2 separate regions of the Arabidopsis thaliana genome follow, and region 2 is linked to region 1. The links are chromatin contacts, called in public capture Hi-C maps. All regions are on one chromosome and are shown on one strand. The core of a region is the stretch at or near the end of the contact, and the rest is flanking DNA. Distances in the headings are between cores, read along the strand shown.

What was found. Capture Hi-C pulls out chosen DNA fragments and counts their contacts.
Region 2: a contact with region 1 is called in a capture Hi-C map of root, with 2.5 times the contacts expected there. The contact joins the promoter of SNG1 here to the promoter of AT2G22750 in region 1. A contact is called at or near these places in 3 of 26 Hi-C or Micro-C datasets (callus, root and seed embryo) and 2 of 3 other capture datasets (root and seedling).

What each region holds. Positions count from the first base shown.
Region 1 is chr2:9,668,279-9,673,070 of TAIR10.1, forward strand. It overlaps AT2G22750 (basic helix-loop-helix (bHLH) DNA-binding superfamily protein), which reads left to right and starts at 3,395. Exons shown (of 5, transcript NM_001335820.1): 1 at 3,395-3,466; 2 at 3,606-3,679; 3 at 3,831-4,328; 4 at 4,706-4,792. The coding sequence starts at 3,632.
Region 2 is chr2:9,784,321-9,789,502 of TAIR10.1, forward strand. It overlaps SNG1 (sinapoylglucose 1), which reads left to right and starts at 1,800. Exons shown (of 14, transcript NM_179703.2): 1 at 1,800-2,191; 2 at 2,263-2,408; 3 at 2,545-2,621; 4 at 2,751-2,870; 5 at 3,125-3,227; 6 at 3,324-3,361; 7 at 3,457-3,558; 8 at 3,990-4,076; 9 at 4,168-4,245; 10 at 4,445-4,516; 11 at 4,595-4,713; 12 at 5,158-5,182. The coding sequence starts at 2,073.

The sequences.
Region 1 (4,792 bases), core at 2,145-4,644:
GTGGACTAAAGGTTGATTCCAAATACGAAGGAAGATTACGGATTCTTTAAATAGGAGTGGACTAAAAGCTGATTCCAGATACGAAGGAAGATTACAGATCAAATGTCTGAAACTTTCTTGGTTTTATCAAAGAAAAAAAAAATTGACTCTACAACAAAAAAAATATGTTGGTATAAACAACACAAATGATGGTTTTCAGTTTCTTTTATTTTGTTCTATAAGAAACATAGCTGACCGGCTATACTACAGATTAAGAAAATCTCCAAACAATTATATATATATATATATACTATTTTTTTATATAGGATATTCGTTTGATGTCCAGCTCTAGAAGAGTATGAGGAGGTGTTACGGAGATGTTCGAAGAGTTATATACTATTTTAAAAAATAACTAGGTTCAAGCTTATAGTTGAGTCTAGTAATAAAATAGTCTTATTAGTTTAAACTTAAACACTTCCAAATCTATTTAAAATCCCATCTGAAATCAAATCATCGCGCAAATTCTTTTTTTTTTTTTTTTTTATCGAGCAAATTCTTGATATTGATGTAACACTTAACTTACTATATATTACTAATGATTTTGATAAAGATATTCAAATCAATGATTAAGTAACACGTTATTATTTATTTATTTATTGCATGTTCAAATTCATTCAACTCCACTAATTAATCAATTATCACCTTTAAGTTTCTAATCTTGTTTCTCTGTAGAATACAATATCTTCTTCTTTTTTTTTTGTCGTGTGTAGAATACAATATCTTTTCTTAATTAAGAATCTGAGTCCATGCATTCCCGTGTCTTCTTTTCTTATTCTTGAGGTTTGAAACTAAGACTATTTTTGACATTGTTCTTTTTGTTAAATTTTTCTTTTTTTGACGTTGTTAGGTCAAGACCTGAGAGTTAAGAGGAAACAGTACAATCATATCCAAAGCACATCCAGTAATTATAATAGGGCCACTTGACCGTACATCCATTAACCAACACATCCTGACATGCATACTGATAATAAACTAATCATATTCCCTTAAAACGTAACAAATTGCAGAAGCTTATATAATAAAAGTTTCTTTGTCTACTTCTTTTTGTTCTTTTTCGTTACCAAATTAGTGTTTGACTTCCAAAATTTACTCCTACAACAAAATTATTAGTGAGCGTTTATAAGAAAATATTAATTATGCACCAATAGATATAAATAACACATGTTAATTTCTCACGTTACACTGGATATGCGGATCCCATCAAACTATTTTTCATCATAGAGAATTGGATCTTGAACAACGAAAAAGTTCTAATTATTATACCTTAATCATGTGCATGACTGCATGTATATATTATACAAATGATTTCAAGATGCTTGATGCTTATATTTTGGGGTGAGGTAATAGAGGGATCGAGAGATTAGTTGTCTCTTGCCTGTCATTTCTCCAATAGATTATTAGACTAACTCACGTGCTTTTTATTTTGAAAGGCTGATTATTTCAACACTTCCAACAAAACTTTATGAGTACGTATATATAAAATAAATTAATGAGTTTTCTTAACCTAGATTACCATGGTTGCACAAGACACTAGACCCTCAAAAGAGTCAGCTGTGTCTCTCTCAATAACTATTCGCAAGCACTTTATTTTCTTAAGAGTATAAATTTTGCAAATATATATCTAATTAAAGGGGTCTATATTTCAATTATATTCTTATATGTGTAACTCATTGGAAATAACATGCTTCTGTGTTAATATTACCAGTGTATGGTAAAAAATAAAATAGAATGAGCGATATACTGAAAAATCTAGTGATGATTTCTATGTATCTAGTGATAGAATAGACGAGAACTATTTTTCCAACGAAAACGTAACTCATTAGTTCATATGTTTTCTTTTCTTTTCTAAAAGAAATAATCTTAATTATTTATGTGCATATGTGTGTGTGTGTTATTTATAGATAAGCCCTAGCCAATCACATTCTAAATATGTATTATATTAGAAAGTCTTATATATATGTTTATATAGATCATAATTTTTCTTTCTTTCTGAAATGTAATTTTGATAAAGTGATTGTACATTTTGGTTTCTTTTCTACCTACCCATTAAAATTGACAAGTTGTAAGTTGTAACAATGTCATAACCAATAGTTGATACCTCAGAAACATGTCATAACCAATAGTCCAATACTATATCAAATACAAAAACAAATCAAGGGAAGATCTTGGGTTGGCGCAATACTAACAAGTAACAAGTGAGAAAAAAAAGTAATGAAAGAAAATACATTTTTCTATATATATGAACAATGATTGAACCCACCATATATTGAGGATGAATGCAAATTCTTTGTTTATTTCTGATTAGCGACCGTTGTTTAAAATGAACAAGATATAATTGTTTGAATACATTCTTGTTGGCAATATATAGGGAAGATTTAAGAAGATGATATTATTAGGTATTCATGAAGATTTCGTAATCTTTTCTTAACCCTACATCAATATTAGTATTAAACCAAAGATCAAGGGAATAATATCTTATCAAAATGGAGAAAGATTATTTCTTAACTAGTTGATTGATGTGAACAAAATAAAATAAAAACTAGTTGATTAATCATACACAATTACAAATTATATACAGTATGTATCTTTGGTGGAATCTAGCTCCCCTCAAGCCCTCTAAGGATCCTTCATCACTGAAGACTCTTTTACGATCTGACTCTCCCTTTCTGTTTTGTTTTGTTTGTATATATTATGTGTTTATTTGTGTATATATAATATGTCTATTTGTCTTATAAAATCAAATATTTTAAACTAATTTTTCTTGTTAATAGAAGTAAAAATAAAAAAATAAAAATAAATTATAACTAGCAATTTTCATTACAAGATAAAAATCTTATTTCATAGGGTCAAATTCGTTGGTAAATCTTCAGAAATGTGCTTTCAGATGGATTTCCGAAGGATTATTGTCATTAGCTTAAAGTGGTCAAAAATCCATGTATTTCGAAATATCTTTGAAAATTTCCGAGAGTTTTTCGAAAAACTAATATTTCCGACGGTTTTTGAAGAGATTTTCGAGAAACAATGCTTTTGAGGGATTTCCAGAAAAAATAAAATTAGAAGAATTTCTAAGAAACAAATTTGTCCAGGAGATTTTCGAAAGACAAATATTTCCAAGAAATATATTATTTAAATTCTTAGAAAATTCGCACAATTATCATTATTCGATCCTAAATATTCATATTTAGTAATAGATACACATTGGCATCAAAATCTTTGAGAGTATTATCAGTATCAATCAATCTAATGTATTATTATTTTTAATTAATATTATCAACCAGTATCTATTTGTATTTGATTGCCTTTCACGCCTGCACATAAAATTCAGAGTCGTCGTATATATGTATAAAAATATAATCGTGTTTAGCCATTAGCACATGAGCAAGTCCAAATCTCCCTCTCTCTCTCTCTATCTATCTCTCTATAGAAGGTAAACTTCAACTTCATCTTTCTTAGACTGCTTAAATTTCTCAAATTCTTGTAAAGCTTTTGGAATTCAAGAAATATTAATGTTATATAATTTCATTTTCTTGGGTTAATAGTTTCCTCATATGATTACCAATTTTCAGATTTTTTAACTAAGAAGCTAGCGATCATGGCCACAGCGATGAACGTTTTCTCTACCAAATGGTCCTCCGAATTGGTATATTTCTATACACACATACATACATATTTATGTGTGCCTCTCTTTCCTCATATGATTTTGTATATATATAAAATCTATATTCATGTTCTTTTAACCTACTTTTTCTTAGGCAAATTTCACGAATCTTTATTATTTGCTTTTCGTATAGGATATAGAAGAATATAGTATCATCCACCAATTCCACATGAACTCACTCGTCGGAGATGTTCCACAGTCTCTCTCATCTCTTGATGATACCACCACTTGTTATAACCTTGATGCTTCTTGTAATAAAAGTTTGGTAGAAGAAAGACCTTCAAAGATCCTCAAGACCACTCACATATCACCAAACTTACATCCTTTTTCTTCTTCTAATCCTCCTCCTCCAAAGCACCAGCCCTCTTCTAGGATTCTTTCTTTTGAAAAGACAGGTTTACATGTTATGAATCACAACTCTCCAAACTTAATATTTAGCCCCAAGGACGAAGAAATTGGATTACCAGAGCATAAGAAAGCCGAGCTGATAATAAGAGGGACAAAGAGAGCTCAATCCTTGACTCGAAGCCAATCAAATGCTCAAGATCACATACTGGCAGAGAGAAAACGGAGAGAGAAGCTTACTCAAAGATTTGTAGCTCTTTCCGCGCTAATTCCTGGCCTAAAGAAGGTACACATATGTAAAAATAAATCTTCTCTTCTTCTTCTTGTTTAATAAAGAGGCGCATACCAACCAAATGATAGTGTAGTCTTTTCTTAAATAATTCTATTTTGCTAGGCAAGAAACCAATTTTCATGGACAGTATTCACTCTTTTCTTATACCCACAATGAAAGTTTTGACTTCAGATCTCCCGGTTATGAGACTAAATTATTTGACCAGGACCGACTTTGTGAAACTCGAAATATACTAAAACAAATCCTCTATATATAAGAATTATTACTTTTTTACAAATCATTTGCAGTTCCGGCTTGAAGGTTTTTCATTTCGATTAAATATAAATATATTTACATGCTATATATTGAAATATGCATCTATGTCATTATAGATGGACAAGGCTTCTGTGTTGGGAGATGCAATAAAGCATATAAAGTACCTCCAAGAGAGTGTGAAAGAGTATGAGGAACAAAAGAAG
Region 2 (5,182 bases), core at 550-3,049, 110 kb after region 1:
CGTACCTTATCATCACTAATATAATATGATTTTGAATTTATGGATAAGTCTAGTGACATATATAGTGCAAATGGTTGTCTCAAATAAAGAAGCTGAAAGAATTGAAACAATATTCAACTAGTCTTTTATCATTTGAGATGAAAAAGTTGAAAAACATTATTCAACTTAAAAATTGAAAAAATAGCAAGTTATAAAGAAAAGTTGTTCAACTTGTTCACTACAATTTGAATGATATTGAATGATATTCAATCCTAAATGATTTTTATTCCATTCAATTTTAGGCAACCATTCGTACCCATACAGAAAGCAACATATATGATACTGATTGACAAAACCACTTCGAAATGGTTGCTCCACACAAACAAGAATATGAGAAGGGCCTACACAACGATATTAATTACTGTTAATTTTTGTTTTTGTCTGCCTGCATTTAGAATATGGACAATATCTCTTCCCGGAATTTGCCATACAATCACAACAATTAAAGCAGCGTACCATACCATCTAAATAACAGCATTAATGGCTACCAATCTCTTATTTTTTAGGTTAGAGTTTAGATCTACTTTTTAAAACCTGATTAGCTTGTTCCCTCTACAACTATAATTAGGGGTGGACGAAATTTTCGTCAGGGAAATAAAACCAAATTGAATCAAACAGAAATAAAACCTATATACGTTTTAAAAATTGGTTTAATTATTTGATCGCTTGTCTGTTTGTTCTCTGAAGTTTAGTTTATACAACCAACATTGATATGTGTATTTTAAGGGATGATCATTTTCAGTTCTGTTTGGTTAATCCGGTTTTAGTAAAGCTGTTATTACCAAACTCTTACAAAAGTAATTCCGTTTTTTTTTTTGTTTTTTTTTTATTCTCGGTTTAAAATTCGTGAGCAAGTTATACATAGGTTGATGACACAAAACATGATATGGTGCTGATGGAACTAAAGTTTCCATGCTAGTTAGATCAGCAAAACGCATCAACCATAAACTATAAATGGCCAAGATTATGTCACAAACATCCAGGTACATAATTCAGAATAAACTTTTTATTACAAATTTTACGTCCTAACAAGTAACAAGTAACAGAGAGCTCAAAAAAAAAATATGCATACAGTTATCGACATGGCTATTTTGTATCACTTTTAAGGATTTCACGTAAACAACGTCCAGGTACATGATTCAGAATTCTACACTACCCTTTGTTTGAGGAAGCGACACATGCTTAATGCTTTTGGCCTTTTGCCAAGTGTATCAAGAATGGTATAAACTACAAGTTGACAATATATTTTAGGCGAATGATTTCAATGGTGGTAGTACTGGGACGATACACTTGTAACATTTCAAACAATGCAGTGACAACACAACAGAACACAACACAACACAACATATTTTCCTTTGATCTTGAGACCATGCATCAATTGCAGCTATCATCTTTTCCACATACTCAGATCTAGACAACCAAGATAAGTAATCTCTATTTAAATAAACAAGCATAATGTAGAAAAAGTTATCCAGAAACAACAACTCTAGTCACATATAAAATTTGGCATGGCCTCTGTAGAAGATAGCAAGAATGCTTCATTTCACTATTGCATCAAGGACACAAAAGTTAGTTTAAAAAAAAAAAAGGAGAAGATAATGTCAAACATATACGTGTGCAGATAGACACCATGCTTCATGTCATTATTGCATTTTTCTTCCCTCACAGCCCATCACCAAAGACCAAGAACACACACAAAAAACTTGTTTTAATGCGATTTTAATGTATTTCTCTTTACACAATCTTACTATTTTTTTTTTATATAAAACAGAACAAATTAGTAAGTTTATTATTTGTGAGGGTGTTTGATTTTAATTACATACCATATTAATAATTTTTGCTTGGGCCTGGACCACCCAAGTGTAAAGGATTATGAACAAAATCAAGAGCATTAAAAGCAACGTCCCTACCTTATCCGTGTTTGGTGATATTATCAAATTTTTGCAAAAGCAACGTACCCATCTTATCATTATTTTATAAAGATCCTATGTCTATCCGTAAATGGACTAATCTTTAGACACACAGAGAATATAATGAGTTTGAAAATAAAGTTTCTGCTTCTGCTTGTCTTGTATCATCATGTTGATTCTGCCTCTATCGTCAAGTTTCTTCCTGGTTTTGAAGGCCCTCTTCCTTTCGAACTTGAAACCGGGTTTGTAATTTTTTTTTTTTTTAACCAATGCATTTATTTGTGTATGTAAACAAGCATTCTTCTTAATGAAGGTACATTGGTATTGGTGAGGACGAGAATGTGCAATTTTTCTACTATTTCATCAAATCTGAAAACAATCCAAAAGAAGATCCTCTTCTTATATGGTTAAATGGAGGACCTGGATGTTCTTGTCTTGGTGGTATTATTTTTGAGAACGGTAAATCTTATAATAATAAATTTTTAATATATAATATATATATATCTATATATGTATTTATTTATTTATTTTTTCTTCTTTCGCTAAGCACTACTTTCACCGAGTTATTTAAATTGGTAAAAAAACAAAAATTTAGGACCGGTGGGTTTGAAGTTTGAGGTGTTCAACGGAAGTGCTCCTTCTTTGTTCTCTACTACATATTCATGGACAAAGGTAGCCAATAGTATGTTCATCTGTCTATCACAAACCAAATGATACATTCTTCATCCTTGAAATTTTGTGTCAATTAAAAAAGCAAAAATAAGAAAGAAAAAAAAAAACAAATTTGTGTCAATTTCTCAGATGGCAAACATTATATTCTTGGATCAGCCAGTAGGATCTGGCTTCTCCTACTCAAAAACTCCAATTGATAAAACTGGTGACATAAGTGAAGTAAAGAGGACCCATGAGTTTCTTCAAAAGGTAATAAGAGAAACTTGAAAACGTGTCTTAAAAGCATTTTTCTCTATTTGCATTGAATTTCTTGTGAATGTTGGAATTCTCTTGGTGTAAAGTTATCATCTTATTTAATGTCCAAGTGTTCCAAGCTTAACACATTCTAATTTTTTATTTGAACCAAGCGGTTGAGGTGTTTTTTAAAAATTCTGCGTATACGATTGTCTCATTGATTATAACATCCACATCTCGACTGCATTTTTTTTGTTTTTTTTTTGTAGTGGCTAAGCAGGCATCCACAATATTTCTCCAACCCTTTATATGTAGTTGGAGATTCTTATTCCGGTATGATTGTCCCGGCCCTCGTTCAAGAAATCTCACAAGGTATGGTTTTATCATATCAGTCAATTAAAGTCCACTTTTCTTCGAATATCATTTAATCCATTTTGTTACTTTTAAACAATATCGACAACGGTGCAGGAAATTATATATGTTGCGAACCTCCTATAAATCTACAGGTCATTGATCTTTGATTTACTTCTTGTATCATACATAATTTTTCGAACAATAAATATTGATAGTAAAATATATTTTCTTACCAAAACAAAAACAGGGTTATATGCTTGGAAACCCTGTAACATATATGGACTTTGAACAAAACTTCCGCATTCCATATGCTTATGGTATGGGATTAATCTCCGACGAAATCTATGAGGTATGAAATAAGGCATGCTTATATTGTCACTAGAGAGTTTAAATATTTGACGAATCGATATACTACAAGAAAAACATTGATTTCTTATAGCCAAAAACGTCGGAAAATGGTAAGAAACAGGTTATTTCTACAATTTTCCTACGAAAAATATTGGTAGTAAATGTTCCATAGGAAATAAATATTGGTAGGAATTTGGTAGGAAATGTCTCGAGAGTCTTGCTCTGAGTTTTACTTATATGGTAGCAAATGTCTCGCGAGTCTTGCTCTGAGTTTTGCTTATATTGTATCCTATAATAACATGATTGAAACTTGCCATTTCGAAGCCTCAAACGAAATAATACTGTTCGAAACTTTCATCAAAAATAATAATAATAATTTTTTTTTTTTTTTTCAAAGAATAATAATAATTGTTCAAAACTCTTTTGTTGCAGCCAATGAAGAGAATCTGCAACGGAAATTATTACAATGTGGATCCATCTAACACACAATGTTTGAAACTTACTGAAGAATATCATAAGGTACATCACACTCAGAAATTTGGTCGATACTTTTATTTATTTATTGTTCTTTTATATATCATTACTAATTCCGATTTTTGTTTATCCACAGTGCACTGCCAAAATAAATATCCATCACATATTAACACCAGATTGCGATGTAACCAATGTAACATCTCCTGATTGTTATGTAAGTAATATCTCTTTCCTCCAAAAATAATTTTTTGACAGATTTTGAAAACCTATTTATGTAAAGTACCTCAGCTGCAACCATCTATTTAGTTATAAAAACTAAGAACGTACTAAAAATGGATGAAATCAAATGTAAAACTATGTGTGGATATATTTTGACATTTCAAAGAAACATATTTACAAGGTTGCTTTTGCAGTATTATCCATATCATCTCATTGAATGTTGGGCTAACGACGAGAGCGTTCGCGAAGCTCTTCATATTGAAAAGGTATATGCCAAGTTTAAATTTAAGATTATTGATCAAGGAAGTTTCTAAATTTAAATTAAGGACGATCTATGATTACAGGGTAGTAAAGGAAAATGGGCGCGATGTAATCGGACTATTCCATACAATCACGACATTGTAAGCAGCATACCATATCACATGAATAACAGCATCAGTGGATACCGATCTCTTATTTACAGGTTTGATTTAAAATTACTTATCAATTTTAACTCAAATCAGCTCTTAGGTTAGAGTTAAACCTGAATCTTATTTTTAAGAGCTGGTTTTATACAACTACAAGTAGGATTGGGCAAAATTTTATAAGCTGATAGATCGAAAGTTTAGTAAAGTTTAATATTTAAAATTTCCTTGTTCAAAAAAGCACATACAAGGAACAAATATAATAGTACTACATAAATATCAAATTTATTCAAACTATTATATATTTATATATAATTATTTTTCAAACGACAACCGAAAACAAGAGAATTTTTTCAAACTGAACCAAACCCGAATGGAACTACAAATGGTTTTTTTTTTTTTTTGGATATAGTTTCTGTAAAAACATAAAACCTAATGGATCATACCGAAACCAAAATTGTAATCTGAGGTTTTATACAACTTGTCTGATTTATGGTGAACAGTGGTGATCACGACATCGCGGTCCCT